Regions from separate parts of the Mus musculus genome. Here region 2 is linked to region 1. A link is a contact called in public promoter capture Hi-C data. All regions are on one chromosome and are shown on one strand. Each heading gives the region's core, a stretch centred on a gene start, on an enhancer-like site or on the middle of the called end of the contact. The rest is flanking DNA. Distances are from core to core; before and after follow the strand shown.

Region 1 (5,776 bases), core at 1,394-3,893:
CGTTCATTTTGGCTTACAGTTTTGGAGGCCTCAGTCTAAGCCTAATTGTCTTTGTTGTTTTGATATTTACGATACAAAACAATACCTCTGATTGTATAACAAAACAAAGCTGTTCACCTCCGTGACTGGGATACAGGGTACTTGGTGGGAAGGTCCCTGGATCCTCTACAAGGTTCCATCTTCAAGGTTCTAACATCCTTAGAGCAAGCCAACCTCTTAAAAATTCTACTACCCCACAAAATCATCAGTAGCTGGAGACCAGCCTTTAACATAAAGTCCTTTGGTGGATACTTAGGATCCAAACTGTAGCAGAGAAGATAATGGCTATGGTGTGTGTAGCATATACCATATGTTACAAAGGCTTTTTCTCACCTTGGGATAGCTAAGAAAGGGGTTCTTTAGAAAATCTGGTGGGGGGGGAGGGTAGGGGGGACTTTTGGGATAGCATTGGAAATGTAATTGAGGAAAATACGTAATAAAAAAATAAAAAGAAAAAAAAGAAAATCTGGCATGTGAGTTGAGCTTTGAAGAATGAAAGAAATTCATTCTTGTGTCAGGGATGATCAGATAATTACGATGATGGTTAGCTTTACAGATCTGCTGGGGTTGTAGTTTCCAACTTGCAAATTCCCACAGGCCAGGAGATCATTATGACACTATACTGCCTCACTATACAGCCTCATTCAACTTGGGAGACCTGAATAGGAATGTGATGTACCTGTTGGTTTCATACAATAAATCCTAGTCACTAGACTATGCTTATATAGAAACTACATCCACAGTCCTTGAAGCGATAAAATGTTATAGGAGAGAAGCGGGGGGGGGGAGGGGGGGAGGAAGGAAGGAAGAAAGAAAGACATTTTTTAACAATTTCATTTACAAAAGCATCCCAAAGAGGTACAATTAGTTGATGAAGGTCACGTGGGCAAACTTTATCACAGCAGAAGGCATGGAGATAGAACCAAGACAGTTTTCTATATCCTTCATGGTAATTTTTATTGTAGTGAAATCAAAATCATTGAGTCTCTAGGTCCTATCTTTTCGTAGAAAGGTGTGCTTTCAATTTTGCAATGAACTTGTACATTGAGGTAAGTTTCAAGAAACATAAAATGGACTCAAAGCAGGCAATGCTTTAGAAGTCAGCACCCGCATAAAGAACACGTGGAGTAATCTGCACCTGAAAAAAAAAAAAAAGACACTGGCAGAACTCCCAGCCTGGTACCTCATTCACCTAGAGCAGAAGAGTGGGGGAGGAGGAGAACGGGAGGGAGGAAGGGAGAGTGAAGAGATTGAGTGGAGAGAGGGGGGGGGGCTAGAGATGAGTGGAAATGGAGAGCAGAGAAGAGAGAGAGAGAGAGAGAGAGAGAGAGAGAGAGAGAGAGAGAGAGAGAGAGAGAGAGAGAGAGAGAGATGCTCCTATCCAGGAGAGAGATACCCTTTGTCTGACAAACCCTGCAAGGGAAGCCTCCCTTAGCCGCCCCACGGTTCCCACCTCCAAGATTCTGCGGAGCGGCTAGGTGGAGCCCGCGCCCGCGGAGCCCTCGCGGACTCCAGATCCGGGTTTTGCCGGCCGCCCCTTTCCCGGCCTTGGAGCCCCCCTCCCTGGTCCTGGGAGCTCTCTCGCCCCGTCACCCCGCCAGAGGCTCACTCGGGCCTCGGCTGCGTTGGCCGCTGCGCTCACGCTGCCTGTCTGCGGGCGCGACCGCCCCCTCCGCCCGCTCGGCCCGCAGCGCTCGCTCCAGTTCCCAGGAGCGGGGATGCAGATGGCACGGCCGGGCCAGGAGGGCGACGCCGCCACCGCTGCCGCCGCCGCCGCTGCTGGCATCTCGCGGACTGCGCGCTGCCTCCGCTCCCGCAGCTGCTACTGCTGCTGCTGCCGCCGCCACCGCCTGTGACTCGCCCCCCCCCCTCCCCTTTCTTTCTTCTCGCTCTCTCTTTTATTTATTTATTTATTTCGTTGGCCTCAGTCTTCTCCCTCCGGGTGTGCGCGCGCGGGCTGCACGGTGTGCTGGGGCAGGAGCTCGCCCCTGTGTGTGCGCGCGAGGGGAAGAGCGTGTGCGTGTCTGGAGGGCGCCCCGAGCCTCAGTGGCTCCGGTGGGGAGTCCAGAAGAGAAAAAAATAAAATTAAATAAAATTAAAAAAAAAAAAAAAAGAGGACCGAAGCCGGCGGCCGAGGAGGAGGTTGGCGGTGACGGCATCGGCTCAGACCCCGGGCCGGGCGATGAAGCTCCCGCATGCCCGAAGCTACCCGGCCTGGCCGGCGAGCTGATAGGCGACCACCGGAGCTCGGGGCTCGCCCCCCGCGGCAGGCACGCAACCCTCGGCGACCCGGCGCCCGCTCTGCCCGCGCGTCCACGCCGTGCACCCGGCAAGGAGTTTGCGCGGCTCGCGCCTGGGCTCTCGGAGCGGGTTGCGGGCGGCAGAGCGGACCCTCTGCTGCCGGAGCACCTCGGGGGCAGCAGGAGGAGGACGGCGAGGAGGACTGGGCGGAGAAGCCACTACTGGTCCTCGCCGCTGCCCCTACCTATCCCCTCCCTCTCGCTCGGAGGCGGAAAGGGGAGGACGAGGAAGAAGAAGAAAAAGAAAGAGAAGGGGGGTGGGGTGGGAGAACTGGATATAAAGATCGGCTGCGGGGGGGGGGATGGTGGAAGATTTTTGGTCTCCTCAGCAGCTGCTTTTCTTGCGGCGGCGGCGGCGGCGGCGGCTGCAGGAGGAGGGAAAGCAGCTCTGGTTATGACTGCCGCATGTTAATAGCTCCCGCTTGGGTCCACCGGCTGCAGCGAGAGACACAGCCTGACTCCGAAGTTGTGCAACTGTGCCCTGAGAGAGACATTTGAACCCTCCTTCTCTTTGCTCCGCTTTTGCCCCCCTGGGGCGTGTGAAGCGAGGAAACGTAAAGGAAGACTAGCATTGGCTTTCCCGGCTTCCCCTTTCTCCATGGCTGTGTAGAAGAAGAAAGGAAAAGAGACACTTTTTGTTGTTTCTTTGACTGGGGTCTCCACCCTCCTGTCGTCTCTGCGGTTTGATCAGTCGTTGCTTGGTGTGACTGGGGTGTCTACAGTGGGACAGGTCCATCTTTTTTCTGTTTTCTTTTTCTTTCTTCTTCTTTTTTTATTTCTTCTTTTTTTGTGTGTGTGTGTGCCCCGGGGCTCAATGGATGGATTGTGGAAAACTGCACCGGGTTGCAGGTTGTTGAGCAACTGATGGGACCATCTCAGGGACCGGCGGTTACGAAAGGTAATTTATTCTTTGCACTCTTCATAATTGTGGTCGCCCTGGTCGGGCGCAGGCGGCGGCATCCGATGGGCTGGCAACCGAGGGGGTGCGGGGTTCACGTACACTCACCCTTCCACTCACACATTCGCCTTCGCACACTCGCCCTCATGCGCACACTCATCTGATCGTGATGCGGGGCGGGAAGGGAGCCTCCTGGCTGGTGGGCGCTGGGGTTTGGCATGGGTTCGAGGTTTTATCAGCTACTGGGCGATTAGGTGCCAGAGGGAGATATAGAGGAGAAGAGAACCAGCGCACTGTCAGTCGCACACGCCGGGTGACAAGAACGAATCCCACCCCGCGCATTTTCCCTGCCCTGTCACCCCAATGCCGTCCTTTAGTAGGGGCAGAAAGCAGCCAAGGGGGCGCCTTTTCTCCGCTAGTCTGGAGCAACACTGGACGTGGGAACGGGTTGGAGGACGAACAGGGACCGGGTGAGGAGCGCAGTTCGGGGTGATGGCGAATGTGTGGTGGTGAGCCTGGTTGATCCTCCCTAGACGCCTGCCTTGGAACATCCAAGGTGGCTGAGATTGCCCAGGTCGCGCCCCTGAGAAGTGGAATCGGGTTGCCTCCAAAAATCTCTCTTGAGTATCTTCCAGCCGGGCAGTTTGATTTCGACCTGAGTGCCTAGGCTTTGTTGAGCGATTTAGCTAGAGAAAGCTGGTCAGTTTCGTGAGTGTCACGGGGTTGAGCTGTGCCAGGAGTGAGCACCCAGTGTGGAGAGGATGTTCAATGGGTCGGGCGTCCGCGGCGCCGGGGTGCGGTGGGCAGAGCAGTGGTGGCCCTGGTGGCGGGTTACAGGTAGGCGAGCTTGCACCTGGGTGCTTCTCTTGGGAGATGGGCAGTCTCTGGGCTCAAGTGGAGCGCGAGGACCAGCACTGGACAGCCTCTGGTTCTAGCCCAGAGGAGGCTGCTGGGCATGCGGGATATCCAGCAATGCAGCCCACTGTTTGGAAGGGTAGTTGACCAGTGGTCGGCGTGCGTGGTATCTGTGTGTCTAGGATCCTGTGCGCTTAGGGTGGCGGGCAGACCTGTGCAGGGATAGGAGAGCTGAAGCTACTTAGGTCAAGCTTGTTCATAGAAATCGCTTGGGATCTGCTTAGCTGGAAAAGCTGGTTTGAGAAGGCCCAGAGGGCCCCCGGTGGGGTTGCGAGGAAGCCTGGCGGCAGGTTCCCTCTCCCCTAGAGATGCGTGCAATGTTTGGAGTTGCTGGTGCAGCGCTCCACCGTATCCCAGATTGGCCTTGATTAGACCTGCTAGAGCAGTCGCCTCTCGCAGATTTGCGGTAATCAAGTATAGCCCCCACAGAATCCTTGGTCTCCGGAATGATCTGGCCACATTCCTCGCCCGAACAGAAACGTGTGTTGCTTTTATCGATAGCCAGTGAGAGAGCAGTTGGGAGAACCGGAGGCTTGGGAGCCACCTCCCGAGTGTCTCCTCCCTGAGGCTCCCATGGCCCCAGACTGCAGTAGTTAGAGAACATTGTAAACAACAGTGTAAGCATCTTTGCCACTGTCTCCCTCAGAGCCGAACCTGCTGGTGGCTGTTGTGCTTACTTTCCTGGGTGGCTTACTCATTAGGAAGTGTAAGGCTGCTTGCACCTCTGATTTTACATCCTTGCAGCCAGCTGCCGGGGAAATGAGGAGACACATAGATTCTGGCAGGAAGGGAAAAAATGCCTTCTGTGTTTTGCTCCGAAGTAAATAGGAGGTCTGCTAATTTTAGAGTCATATGGTCTGTCTTCGCTAGTTAGAGAATGGTGTCGTAGAATCTGCAAGGAACCACTATAGTAATTTTTTTTTTTTTGCTTTTGCATTTGGACAGTCAGCTGCATTTGTCTATGAGATAACAGAGGTCAGGCAGCTCCCTAATTCATTTTTCAGTCTATAATGTACTCAGTGATCAGCAGTTCTCGCGCCCAATTTACCTGTATGCACATTACATGTAGAATTGCCCGTTGTTTTCCAGCCTCACGCAAAAGAGGATACCAGATCATTTGTGTAGGAAACAGGAGGATGTTTATGCTGAATTTCCTGTTAGCTTCGAGTTCTCTTCTGTTTTGCTTTGTGTTTTTCTCCCTTTAAGTAGTGAAGGGACGGGTAACAGATGTGCAGAGATAAACACTTCTTAATAAACTTAGGCTTGAAAGATAACTCTTTTTTTTTTGAAATGCAATAAGTAAAATACTTTGCACTACTGAGTCGTCTATTACTTCTGACTACTTTGATGTCTGTGCAAAATGGCTAGGTTCTAGTTTACTTTAAAAGAAAGAAAACACTTTGATTTAAGTGTAAGTTTTAAAGGTTCTGACCACAAAGGACAAGTACAGTATAATGAATTATTCACTCATGCCTAATTTTGATTAAATTATATTTTCTAAGACATTTATAGGAGATAAAGATATTTATAGAAGACAGTATACGTGACCACGACCCTTCTAAAACCACTTAGAATTATAGAATCTTGATTCCTATGTTTTTTTTTCCTTCTGATCTTTCTTGCG
Region 2 (5,776 bases), core at 2,046-4,545, 1.2 Mb after region 1:
CAACATATTAGTGAGTGCATATATACCACGTGTATTCTTTTCTGATTGGGTTACCACATTCAGGATGATATATCCAACTATTGATATTATTTTGGTGTATATTATGTTAATAAAAATCACACAGGAAAATAATTGCAAACTTAGCAATACATGTGTATATATACACTAAATGTAGAAGCTCAAATTTATCAAATCAGTCAGGTGTAAATTTAAATTATGGCATTGTGACTGTATTTGAGAATGTTGTCTCTATAGGCCTATACTTTTTATCTACAAGTAGGAATTAACTTGTATCAATAATTATTATTTCAAAGCTCATATATAGTATCTGTAGTATCCTTAGATAATATACTGACATGATATAAGCACTTAATACGTGTAATTATTTGGCTCATTTAATTTCCAGATTTATCTTTTTCTTAACAAATGCTACTCCCATCTAGACTCGAGATCTTCTGACCTATGTGACAAGTCCTATTTGTTTAAGAGATCATTAATTTTATGTCCTTATTGTCCCTTAATCTACATGAAAAACAGCTATGATCCTAGGTAACCATGAAATTCATAATCTACTGGTTACTTGCTTAGAAATTATCTAATCATCTTGGCTTCTTAATATGATCAATATTCATAATCTTTGACACAGGATGGCAATACTTTTTCAAAACTTGTGTTTTAAATCTATACAAACACAAATAACATATCAACTGATTATGTTGTAGTTATATATTAGAAACATATATATGCACCTGTTCTGTACATGTAAATACATATGATGTAATTTTTTTTTAAATTAAGGCTTCATTTTATAGTTTTACTACAACAAGTAGCTGCATGGGTTATTGTGTCTTTGTGTTAAACACAACTTTAGAGAAAATGTACATATTACCCTTTAATTACAGGACAAGTATTTCTATTTATGAAGATAGAATCATATGGACATTTTACTTGGTATGTTAGTCCAAGTTATGCAGAAGCAAGGGCAAGAAAGAGAGAGAGAGAGACAGAGAGAGAGAGAGAGAGAGAGAGAGAGAGAGAGAGAGAGAGAGAGAGAGAGAGGAGGGAGAAAGAGAGAGAGGAGGGAGAAAGAGAGGAAAGAGAGGAGAGAGAGGAGAGAGAGTGAGGGATGAGGGGATAGGGGATTTTCAGAGGGGAAACTAGGAAAGGGGATAACATTTGAAATGTAAGTAAAGAAAATATCTAATAAAAAAATACAGGTGAACTCATGAAATTTTGCACCCCATGTCCTGTACCAGGGCATTGGTAGCCCCATGTCTTGAAAGAAAAAAAAAAAAAACATTATTTTCGTCCATAGGGTTAAGTGCCTAATTTGAAAGAGAAAATAATTACATTGTTTCAGTCATGTTTTAGAAAGATGCTTCTTAAATTTATTTTTAGTTATGTTTATATAGGTGCTTTACTACAGCTATGTCTGTGTGCTATCCATTATAGAAGGTCATAAATTGGTGTAGGATTACCTAGAACTGAATTTACAGTTATGAGCCACCATGTGGATTCTATGAACCAAAACCAAGTTCTCTAAAAGTGGAACACGTGCTGTATACTACTAGGATATCCCTCCAGTCCATGTTATAGTACTAAAAAAAAAAAACAAACAAACAAAAAAAAAACCCACAAAACACTAATTTTACAAGATATGAGACTGACAAACATTTATGAGCAGCTGAGTATATGAACACCATGCTATGTTTTTCTGTATTTTTTTTTTTTTTTTGGATGTGAGGTGCCAGGACAATGTCTAATTCTGTAGCTATAATGTAACTAGAACTTATTCTGTCTCATTGGAAACCCGACAGTGTTTTCACTAGAGGTATAACTTTTGCTATACCTCCTTCACTTTTGCTAACCATTGTATTTTTGATTCATAGGTATTATTTAACTGGTCCTATATTTTATTTTTATTTTTATTTATTCTTTTGAAAAAGCACCCTATCCATAATTCTTGGACAATATGGATGTATTAGTGTCAAAAGCAGAAGCTAGAATTACTTTATGACCCAATATTTCATTAAGAAACTAGAATACTCAAACTTCTACAATATTTTTTCTCAATAATACAAATGGCCATTTTTAATTTGCTATTTTTATAGTACAACTGTTGCAGTGGAAAAACATATTTTTCCCACCTGAAACTACCTGGGATGGTGCATGGTGGTTCCTAGAAAGGCACATTTCAGACTTTTAGTAATCAAAATAGGCAATAGCACATGTTAAGTTAAAGCACAGTACTTCTTCATACATTAAGTCCCTGGGCTATGCTTGAGTAATTAGGACTATTAGACTTTCTTTGAAACTAGATAAATCTGTTTTATGACATACCTCTTATCAAAAACATAAAATCATAACATGTATTTGGATGTAATGTTTTCCTATCTGCTTTAAATATTATCTACTGGATATATAAATACATAAAAATGCATATTTTTGGAGAAAATCTATTTATCTCAATGACATATCCACTCCCATTTTCTTCCTTTGTCTGACTTCCTGTATATAAAAGGGCTGTCACTGGAAAGAGAGGCCCTTTGGACTTGCAAACTTTATATGCCCCAGTACAGGGGAACGCCAGGGCCAAAAAGGGGGAGTGGGTGGGTAGGGGATTGGGGGGGTGGGTATGGGGGACTTTTGGGGTAGCATTTGAAATGTAAATGAGGAAAATACCTAAAAATAAAAGAGGAAAAAAAAGGGCTAGCTCAAATACTTATAAAGTTGTTGACACATAAGACTTTGAATATCAAATAATAATTTGAGTGTCTTCATATAAAACAACAAATGCTCTTTACATATATTGAGTGAAATGTTACATGATGGCCAAACAGTATGACTTGCTACACCCACTCCAGTGAAGTCTGCTTGACAAGCAAAAAGGCCTGAAGGCAGTCATGAAGTGAGGAGTTTCAAGAAAACGATGCCTCCTGGAACCTTGGCATTCCCTTAGCTTGTACACTCAAACTCTGTCCCCGCTTTAGTCTGGTGTATGAATCCATGTGCTCTCTTTCAGTATTGTTTTATTATAAGTGCCTTTAAAGGATTGATTTTTGACCTATAGCTAAGCCTCCACCAGTGTTCTAATCCTTGAAGCTGATGGTGAGCTTGGAATTCAGTAAGAATGTTACCTATTCAGTAACATTCAAATTCACTTCTAGTAGAGACAGTGAAAATAATCAGGCATTACAAAGAACAGAGCTATAAAAGCTCAGGGCTGGTCTGCATAGTGATTACTTAGGACAATAGCCGAGTCTCACCCAAACAGGGGAATACACAATGGCCTAGCAAATAGGTGAGTTGTCCATGAAAGAGTTAGTGGAAAGGAACTCCTCTGGTACAGGTTTCTTCACTAGGCCCAGAGAAAAAGCATAATCAGGTATTTACTAAAGAACCCCAGTGGGTTTAACAATGGACTAGCATTACATCAGAGCATTCACCTGGCTCCATTTTAAGTGGTAAACATGGTCTGGTCCCTGCCATCTTTTGATGCATGCATTCCTTTTGTTTGGTGTCACTGTAACTTGGTGGATGTGTTTGCCTTGCTTTTTGTTTTTCTTCTGTATAAAAAATTCTGGTGTTCATTTGGACAATACATTCAGATCCGGTACACTCCCTTGTGTTCTGTCTGTTTGTCACCCCACCCTCAACAACTCCGTGCCCTTCTGTCTGAGACTCTGATTCTCACAGATTGAGGGGGGCTGACTGGGCCCCAACCGTGGCAATGATTGTAATTATTTTATACCTGACCTATGGTTCATCAGTCAATACAGCATTTAAATATATGTTAAAATCAAAGGAAATATATATATATATATATATATATATATATATATATATATATATATACTCATATCTACTGGAAAATACTTAGTTAATTAATGAATTGTAGAAATTCTTTTAACAATCTTATGGGAATCAAAAATACAAAGAATGTTGATATAGAAAAGCCTGGAAATAGGAATTATTACAATATGCTTCATAGTTGTGTACAAAACTATTTTCCCTGGTCAAAGAGGAAATTTATAAATTTTTCCAAAAATGCATTATATAAAATATATTCGCAATATGCAATAATTCAGAAAACTAAGAAAATTTTCATAAGAGGCAAACTTATTTACATTGTTTGATATATTTTACAAAATAGTCTCATAGCACTATTAAAATTATTTGATGTTGATTAAAACAAACCACCACCAACAATACCTTTAGTGCACGTTTGCCAGTTTGTGTATAGAACGTTGTTCTTTAGAGATATTCAATGACAGCAAGGGTATGTTCAATATGCAGTTTTCTATAATTGATGCCAAATGCAAAGATCCTTCTAGACGTCTACAGGGATTCGGAATGTCAGCCAGACAAAGAAGAGCTATCCAATCCAAGGTGTCTTGGAGTTGAGTGCACTTAAAAAAAATAAATAAATAAAACTTAAGTTTCCTGATATGTTCTGCTAAAGCAAATGATTATTTATAATACTTTAAATGCTTTCAACTGCTTTATTCATTTGCTATTCAGTATATTCATATGCTTTTAAGGAAATTAGAGTACTGTGAAATCTGTCTTTTAGGTTGCCTACAGTACAGTTTTTCCAAGTACTGCTGAGAGAGTCCATTGTTTCAAGGAAGTTACTCTAGGAGAATTGAGTAAAAGGAGTGAATTATCTACTTTTTAGTTTATTTTCAAAATCCTGCTATGTTTTCTCATAGAAACTATAAAAAAGTAATCTTTCTTGTCATTAATCATTTTCTTTTCAACCTTCATTTCTGATTCCAAAGTTGTGAACACCCGGTCACATGAATTTGATAAGGTTTCAAATAAGCGTACCAAACTTCAAATTAAACAACATTTATACTATCAGATGGAACTCATTTACAAAAATAATTTTAATCCTCACCATATTAATAATATAAATCTATTTAAAACTAATTCATATTTAAATTTATTTCTTGGGAATACATCAGAAACTCTGTGTACTGTTTTCAAGGGCTCTCTTTTCCTTAAGAGTGTAATTGTGTCCTGATTCATGAGCTATAGGAGTGGGACACACCATGAAGATTTGGTCTCTGGACCCTAGACATATATAAGAAAACATGCTTCCTAAGGAGCTCCCAGGATGATTTGTACAGATTGGCACGAATGAGGAAAGCCTTTTGTTTTTCGTTGTTGTTAATTAAAGACAAGCATATGAAGCATTAAATGAGTGAAAGGACAAACCTGTTAATATTGAAGAAAAGAGAGGAGAAATGAACTAAAAAGCTAGTATACTGAAATAGTAAAATAGAATAAATTATTTTTAAATAACTAGAAAATATTTGTCTTCATCCCTTTGAAAAGTGAATATAGGGCAATAATAAAGCAAAATTTAGTGTAAGTTCACAAAACGTTACTGCCAATTGTCAATAGTAAAGAAATACTGCCAATCCATGAGTATGGGAGATCTTTCCATCTTCTGAGATCTTCTTTGATTTCTTTCTTCGGAGACTTGAAGTTCTTTTTGTAGAGATCTTTCACTTCCTTAATTAGAGTCACACCAAGCTATTTTAGATTATTTGTGACTATTGTGAAGGGTGTTGTTTCACTAATTTTTTTCTCATCCGGTTTATCCTTTGTGTAGACAAAGGCCAGTGATTTGTTTGAGTTAATTTTCTATGCAGCTACTGCACTGAAGCTGTTTATTAGGTTTAGGAGTTCTCTGGTGGAATTTTTAGGGTCACTTATATATACTATCATATCATCTTCAAATAGCGATATTTTGACTTCTTCCTTTTCA

Evidence for each region. Promoter capture Hi-C pulls out the DNA fragments that hold promoters and counts their contacts.
Region 2: a contact with region 1 is called in a promoter capture Hi-C map of embryonic stem cells, with 5 times the contacts expected there. The contact joins the enhancer-like site here to the promoter of Adgrl3 in region 1. A contact is called at or near these places in 6 of 39 promoter capture datasets (embryonic stem cells, hippocampal neurons, liver and 2 more) and 2 of 115 datasets of contacts at active chromatin or transcription factors (embryonic forebrain and embryonic stem cells).

The regions. Positions count from the first base shown.
Region 1 is chr5:81,018,109-81,023,884 of GRCm38.p6, forward strand. It overlaps Adgrl3 (adhesion G protein-coupled receptor L3), which reads left to right and starts at 2,644. Exons shown (of 27, transcript NM_001359828.1): 1 at 2,644-3,237.
Region 2 is chr5:82,250,621-82,256,396 of GRCm38.p6, forward strand. No RefSeq gene overlaps it. Among named protein-coding and RNA genes, the nearest start is that of 1700031L13Rik, 130 kb to the left of the region's middle. Within about 2 kb of position 3,296, at least 4 of the 459 cell types and tissues checked have an H3K27ac peak or open chromatin away from gene starts, as enhancers often do. A contact at or near this core is called in embryonic stem cells and stem cell-derived epiblast-like cells, where this site is marked.